Linked DNA regions of Danio rerio: region 2 is linked to region 1. The links are chromatin contacts, called in public Hi-C maps. All regions are on one chromosome and are shown on one strand. The core of a region is the stretch at or near the end of the contact, and the rest is flanking DNA. Distances in the headings are between cores, read along the strand shown.

The links. A called contact is a pair of places that touch in the nucleus more often than the background predicts.
Region 2: a Hi-C map of fibroblasts shows a contact between it and region 1, with 4 times the contacts expected there. The contact joins the promoter of arl4ab here to the enhancer-like site in region 1. A contact is called at or near these places in 7 of 18 Hi-C or Micro-C datasets (caudal fin, embryo, fibroblasts and 3 more) and 2 of 4 datasets of contacts at active chromatin or transcription factors (caudal fin and gastrula embryo).

The regions. Positions count from the first base shown.
Region 1 is chr19:33,706,706-33,709,939 of GRCz12tu, forward strand. All of the region lies in intron 1 of LOC141379126 (a long non-coding RNA gene), which reads left to right. Among named protein-coding and RNA genes, the nearest start is that of arl4ab, 93 kb to the right of the region's middle. Within about 2 kb of position 1,541, at least 10 of the 62 cell types and tissues checked have an H3K27ac peak or open chromatin away from gene starts, as enhancers often do.
Region 2 is chr19:33,799,411-33,802,644 of GRCz12tu, forward strand. It overlaps arl4ab (ADP-ribosylation factor-like 4ab), which reads right to left and starts at 1,669. Exons shown (of 2, transcript NM_200318.2): 1 at 1,531-1,669; 2 at 1-879. The coding sequence starts at 747. The coding sequence ends at 142.

The DNA of each region.
Region 1 (3,234 bases), core at 291-2,790:
GGCCGATACTGATCTCCGGTCCATCCCTAATGCATACTAAAATGCATATAAATGTTCACAGATTAAAATAAAAAAATATATATATATTATAAACTTTTAAGGATTTAAGATTATGTTGACTGTTAAAAGCTCATAACAGTCTTGGGAAATGGTTCATGAAGGTTCCGGCATCCGTTACTGAGTTACTATGGTTATTACTAATGTCTGAGGAAAGCACATTTGTTTAGATCTGTGATAAAAACTGGCTGAAACATCTTCCAGCCAATCAGAAACAACAGTTTCAACATATAATAAAATACTAAATTGAAGATTAATTCTACTTGCTTGATTTAAAATTATGCATTAGGGCTGAACCGATAAGCAAAATTATCGAATCGCAATAAAATTTACATCAATATCAATGATACGCTCTGGACTTTTTTAACTTTATAGATAAGAGCCAATCACACAGCAGAAATGTGCAACATTTGGAATCTTAAATACCGAATTTACCGAATTTTCGGTCACTGAAAATTTAGAGGTCGAAAAAATTTCATTTCATGGATGCTCTATTTTTTGTGGCTTCAGACATTGTTGGAGTACTCTTTTAAATCTGGAAGCTTTAACAACTTATATCGAAATATATCATTATTGTTTAATTTAGAAAATAATTAAAGAGATTGCATTTTTGCCCTATCGCCCAGCCTTAGTATGCATGAACGCCTGTTTACCATTTTTGTTGTGCTTTGTGTGTTGATCATTGTATAATATTAGCCTAATTTAATGATTTGTGTGTCTATTTGACGTGACTTCTCTCTTATTTAGTTTATAATGAAACACTGTGATATTATTTGTTCTGACAACTATGTTCAGTACTGTTCATTGTGCTTCCTCAGTATAAACAGTGAAACTACTTTGTTAAATTAGTTTCTTGTCTGAGCAAAGGAGACTTTCTTCTAAATAAAGAAGGCTTATCAGTACATGGTAGCTTTTACTTTTTAGTAACACATAAAAGGAACGTATGAAGTGCAAATGTTATCATGAACAAAATGAAACGCATATATCAGAGCTGTTTCTCAAAACATTTACTCACTGTAATTTGTTTTCAACCTCATGTGCTGTACATATAAAAAAAATGGATGCTACTCCTTTGGACATTGCAGAGATTTTGTCTTAAGTGTTCTTTTAAAGCATAACAGTCTGTATTTTTCCCTCCAAAAAGACAAATTGCAGCACATCCTTCTCGGTGTTGGACATAAACAGCTCATGTAAAGTGTTTTATGGCTGCTGGTTTGTACAGTGGCAGATACCTGGCATATTTACGGTCGTAGGGTTAACCCCCTTTGAAGGTGTCACAATTTATTTTCAACACGATCAGCCGCAGTGAAACGTTTATCCAACCTCTGACCCTCAATAATCTTTCTATAATCTTCAGTGTGAGCTTCTGACAATCCCTGGTGTGTTTGCAGAGGAAGAAGGTTTAAGGTTTCTAGAGGTGCAGATGTGCCCTTATCTCAACATCAAAACGCTCTGGAAAGCGATGAGGCTTGCAGAGATTAGACGGGTGGAAAACAAGAAGAGGCCTGCTTCCCCCGGTGGAGTCCTCACCACACGTCTCAAAGCCACTGTTTTGGTGACAGATGTGGGAGTGGCGCTGTTTGTTTGGGTTTTATGTTTCTTTTTTTGTAGCGTTGTAGTTTTTTTCTTCTACTGGGAGCAAACACAGAAAACGCAAGCACCGGGTGGATGTTTGTCTGTTTGCTCCCAATCATGCAGCGCCAGTTTAACATGGGATTTCCTTCAACTCAGTAGATGAGGAGAGCCCTCGAGACCCCTTATGAAGCTCGGAAATTTATTCTGTTCTCACTGTTTTCGTTCCCTGCTCTAATACTCTTGAGCATTTCATGGAGCGCATATGATACATCCTGCATTTCTGACACACATTGTTCTGGCAAGCATTAAAAACGGATGGTTTTCTGCTGAGAAATAGAGCAGAGAAAGCCTTAAACCCATTTCACTTCTCATGTGACTTTTTTTCTGGTTTTGGTCTGGATGTTTACAGGTTATACACTATAAAAAGTGATTTGTTGACTTTACTTAAAAATTGAGTTGACCTAAAATTATTAAGTAAATGAACTATGTGCTTAGTTAAAAAACTTAAGTCAAATTAACAGTTCCAGGTTATGAGTTTACTCAACTTTTTAAAGTAAAGTCAACTTGTTGCTTTTAATGTTACTTGTTTGCTCACATTTTTAAGTAAGTAACTACTAAGGAATCGGTAGAGTAAGAAAATTTTTTATTGTGTGACAGTATATTTTGTTCAATTTGCAACAGCTGTTTTCTGTTTATAAAGCATGCATAAAACGTTCGAGGTTACAGAAGTAACCCTTCGTTCCCCGAGGAGGGGAACGGAAGTGCCATGAATGGGAGGATTCGGATCAGAAGCAGCTTATCTGGAGAGTATTGAACGGGCCAATGAATGAAATTAATTGGCAGCGTAAGCTTGCGCAGGTGTGCGACATCTGCAATTATCTCAGCATATAAGCACACCTGAAGCCAGCAGACGCCATCCTTTTAAGCTGAAGAGACTTTCAAACAGCTAAGGGACAGTCATTATGGCGACGGAATATGGCACTTCCGTTCCCCTCCTCGGGGAACGAAGGGTTACTTCTGTAACCTCGAACGTTCCCCTTCGGTTGGGGAACTTCAGTGCCATGAATGGGAGAATATGGAAAGCGCCATAATGACTGCACCTTACCAACACCCCCGATGAGGAGATAGTCAAGCAAGCGTGACGCACCCACATCATGGGGGGCGCGGTCCTCCAACGTGTCCCTGGCCCTAATTTATCCTACTTCAACAGAAGTTTTACGGATTTAGATATATTTTTTGGGAAGTCGTGAGCATCTAGATAATTCTAGGAAATACGACAGTACGTTGGGAAGCGTGCAATCCCGATAGGGAGGACGCTGCGGAGGCCATCCGTTACCCAAGGGGGGGATAGATGGCAGAATTTACCTATGGACTAGCCCTAAAAAGGGGGAGTACGCATAGCAAAAGAGTGGTTAGCGGAGAGGGAAGACACGGGTCCACCCAGGGGGGGGACTTAACCGTGGCGGAATAAGCATATGGGATCGCCTAGTGGGGATCACGCATAGCAGGCACCTATACCCAAAACGCGGGCTGACCAGCGGGCAGACCTACAACGTAGTGGGCCAGCAAGTGACTCCTCCGCTGAGTCAGTGCTGGGGGCCA
Region 2 (3,234 bases), core at 419-2,918, 93 kb after region 1:
CCCATCCAGGACCTCCTGACTGATAAAACTCAGCCCGATGAAACAATACTTCCAGGAGCGCAGTGGCCACAAAGGCCTATGGCACATTAGTAGCGGAGCCATCACAGAGGCCTACCAGCTCACATTCTCATCACCAAAGAGTCATCTTTTCCGTTTCTGCTGCCTCATCATTTTTCTCCGCTTGATGATCATGGTGTGGAGGCGTTCAAGGCCTTCTTGGAGACCTTCTCCGATGATGGCACAAGCCGGTTGGAGGTGCCAGGGTGTATGGGAACCGAGCTCATTCAGCGCCAACATCTGTTCAACTTCAGAGAGGGGCAAAGCGCTACGCAGGTCCTGCTTGTTAGCCACCACCAGCACAGGCACCCCCAGGTTCTCCTGAAGCCGTGTGATCTTATGTAGCTCCGTCTTGGCTTCCTCCATGCGTTCTGCATCTACCGAGTCCACCACAAACACAAGGCCATCGGCACACCGTGTGTATGAGCGCCAGAGTGGTCGGAGCTTCTCCTGACCCCCTACATCCCAAAAGTGAAAGGTGGCAGTCCGGCTTTTAGGACCAAGATTTACTTTGATCTTCTCTGTGTTGAAGCCCTTAGTGGGAACGGTGTTCACAAACTCGTTGAAGCGTAGTCTGTACAACACTGTGGTCTTACCGGCACAGTCCAATCCGAGAATAACAATGTGCAGGGCCTGGAAGGACGGCAGGCACGGAAAGATGGCATGGGGCTCTGATAATCCATTCCCCATCTTGTTTCTCCACTCTGATGAGGATGAAAGCGAACGTGGGGACTCGGGAGACCAGGTGTCGCCGCTGCTATCGCTTCACCAAATATTCACAAGGCTTCTCTCGTTCCCCTGAGAAGCTGCTGCTCTGATAACCTGAAACCAAATGAAAAAGGAGATGATGCAATGAGGCCAGCAGTGGAGCACCATGACACACAGTTTTACAGCTCTCCTTTACTTCATCCTAAATAAGCATGCTTGTCTTTTTGTCATTCTAAAAGGGACACAGATTCATCCAGGCTGGGTGTCATTCAGTGCCAGTGATGGTGAATGAAGGATGAAACAGCAGGAAGCCTATTTGCACATGTAGCGCCACAGGGGCGCCAAAATTACGCATCGGTAAAAATCCAAGACTCGTGTCTGTCTATTCATGCTATTTTATTGTTCAACAGTAGTTGCCAGTTGCAAACAGATAAAAGCGCACGTGCTGGCCTATGTAAATGTGGAAAACACGAGTCTGTCGCAGATCTCTATGGCCAACTGTAAACGCGCTTTAGGAGTGGCACATCTCCATACATGAAGACATGAATATTATTCATCATTTTCATCCAACAAGTAATTCAACATGGCAGACGTTATCATTTTGAGCTCCAAGAATGTTTACTGGTCCCCAGAATGCTGGCTATTCGTTTCCCAAATATTAAGTTACTCTAAATTACATTATCACTCAGACTAATGATATATATCTATAATTTAAGCGTTGCCAGCACACGCATATACTAGAAAAAAGTCTTAATCGGCACCCACCTTATTTCGTGCGATCCTTCCTCCAAGCGTTAGCTCAGCAGATGAAAATGTATCCGACTATTTTCAAAATATTGTTGTCATTCAAATCAGCTGAGCCGACAAGTGTATATCCACTCCTTCTGACAGCGCCTGTTTCACTGACTCTCCGGCGAGCTGCTTCCACTCCATTCTAGCAGGGATGGCTCCGCCCACTGTGTGGAAGAATGCGCCGATTGGTTCAACCCATTGCGCTCGCGTTATTTTCCCTGCAGTTTGGATGGTCAAAAGTCAAGCCTGTCGTCTGCTTGGACACGCCTCCTCACCACCTGTTCATGTCGCTCAAGGCGTTTAAAGTTTCGGAGACGCGCTTAAAGGTGAGCCTCAGCGGCTTTTTAGAGCTGGAAAACAAAAAGAGAGCTTGTGGAGCTTTTGGTTCAGTGTGTTATCTGCAAAAAAAGCACCTCATGCTGTATTTCGTCAGTGTTTACTGAGTGAGGCACTGTTCAAACGATTCTCGAGTTGTCTGAATCATTGAGGGAACTGATTCAGTTCGTTTTGTTTGATGCTCTGCAATCTATTTAAAATATCCCAATCAAAACAGTTCTTTATTCTCTTATAGATTATAACAAAATAAATATAACAAATAAATAAACAAGGGTAACAATTTATTTTGATGGTCCAGTTGAGTATTAGACTATCTGCTTAATAGCTGTTGATACTGCTCCTTCAAGAAGAAACTGTGCAAGTAGATATAGTTTACCTTAAAATCAACGGACCATCCAAATAAAGTGTGACCCGCATGGTACAGTTTTTGTATGAGTTTGGATGCATTTTAAAGCATTTATATATTTTAAAAGATGAATGTATTTACCTAAATATGTTCTAAAAGTGCACCATTGTAAAATGTAAAAAAAATTTGAGCAAGACACAAAAAAGCTCTTCTGTTATCAGACAAAATCAGACATATCTGTATAGTTGTTTTCTGTTAATCTAAACCAGAGAAGCCCAAACTAGGGCCAGGGGGCCAAAGTTGGACCTTGGTAAACTTTGATTTGGCCCACCATCCCATCTGAGAGAGAGTGATGGGGATGGTTTCCACATTGACATTTCAAATTAATGTAACCATTTGTTTGTTTGCTTTATTGTTATTTTTAAAAGCCAACTAAAATAAAATTTCAACTAAATTATGTAAATTAATCAGATATTGTCTAAATGTACATACTACCTCCCATCAGTCCAGAGAATTTGGTGAGTAAAACAGGTCAAACGCAGATTCTGCTTGACCTGTGTATTCAGCATTGAACTCCACTGTGGTATAAACGGGATAGTTTGTTTTTATTGCAATAAGCAATAATTTTTAATATTTAAAAGGTTATACTGCATTAGATAATACAATTTAAAGTAACTTTTTCTATTTATTTTGAAATATTATGAATCAAATTTGGTATAAATACCTTCGGCCCACAGCTCTGAGTGATATTTGGTTTTTGGCCCTTCATTCGAAAAAAGTTTAGGCACCCCTGATCTAAACTGTTTTAGACTGGATTCTTTTAAAAAGCACAATGTATATTGATCTCCATCCACATTCTATTGCAGGGTGCCAAAAATGTTCACATTTATACCACAGTGGAGTTCAATGCTGAACACACAGGTTAAGCAGAATCTGCTTTTGAATTGTTTTACTCACCAAATTCTCAGCATTGTCAGGTGATATGTACATTTAGA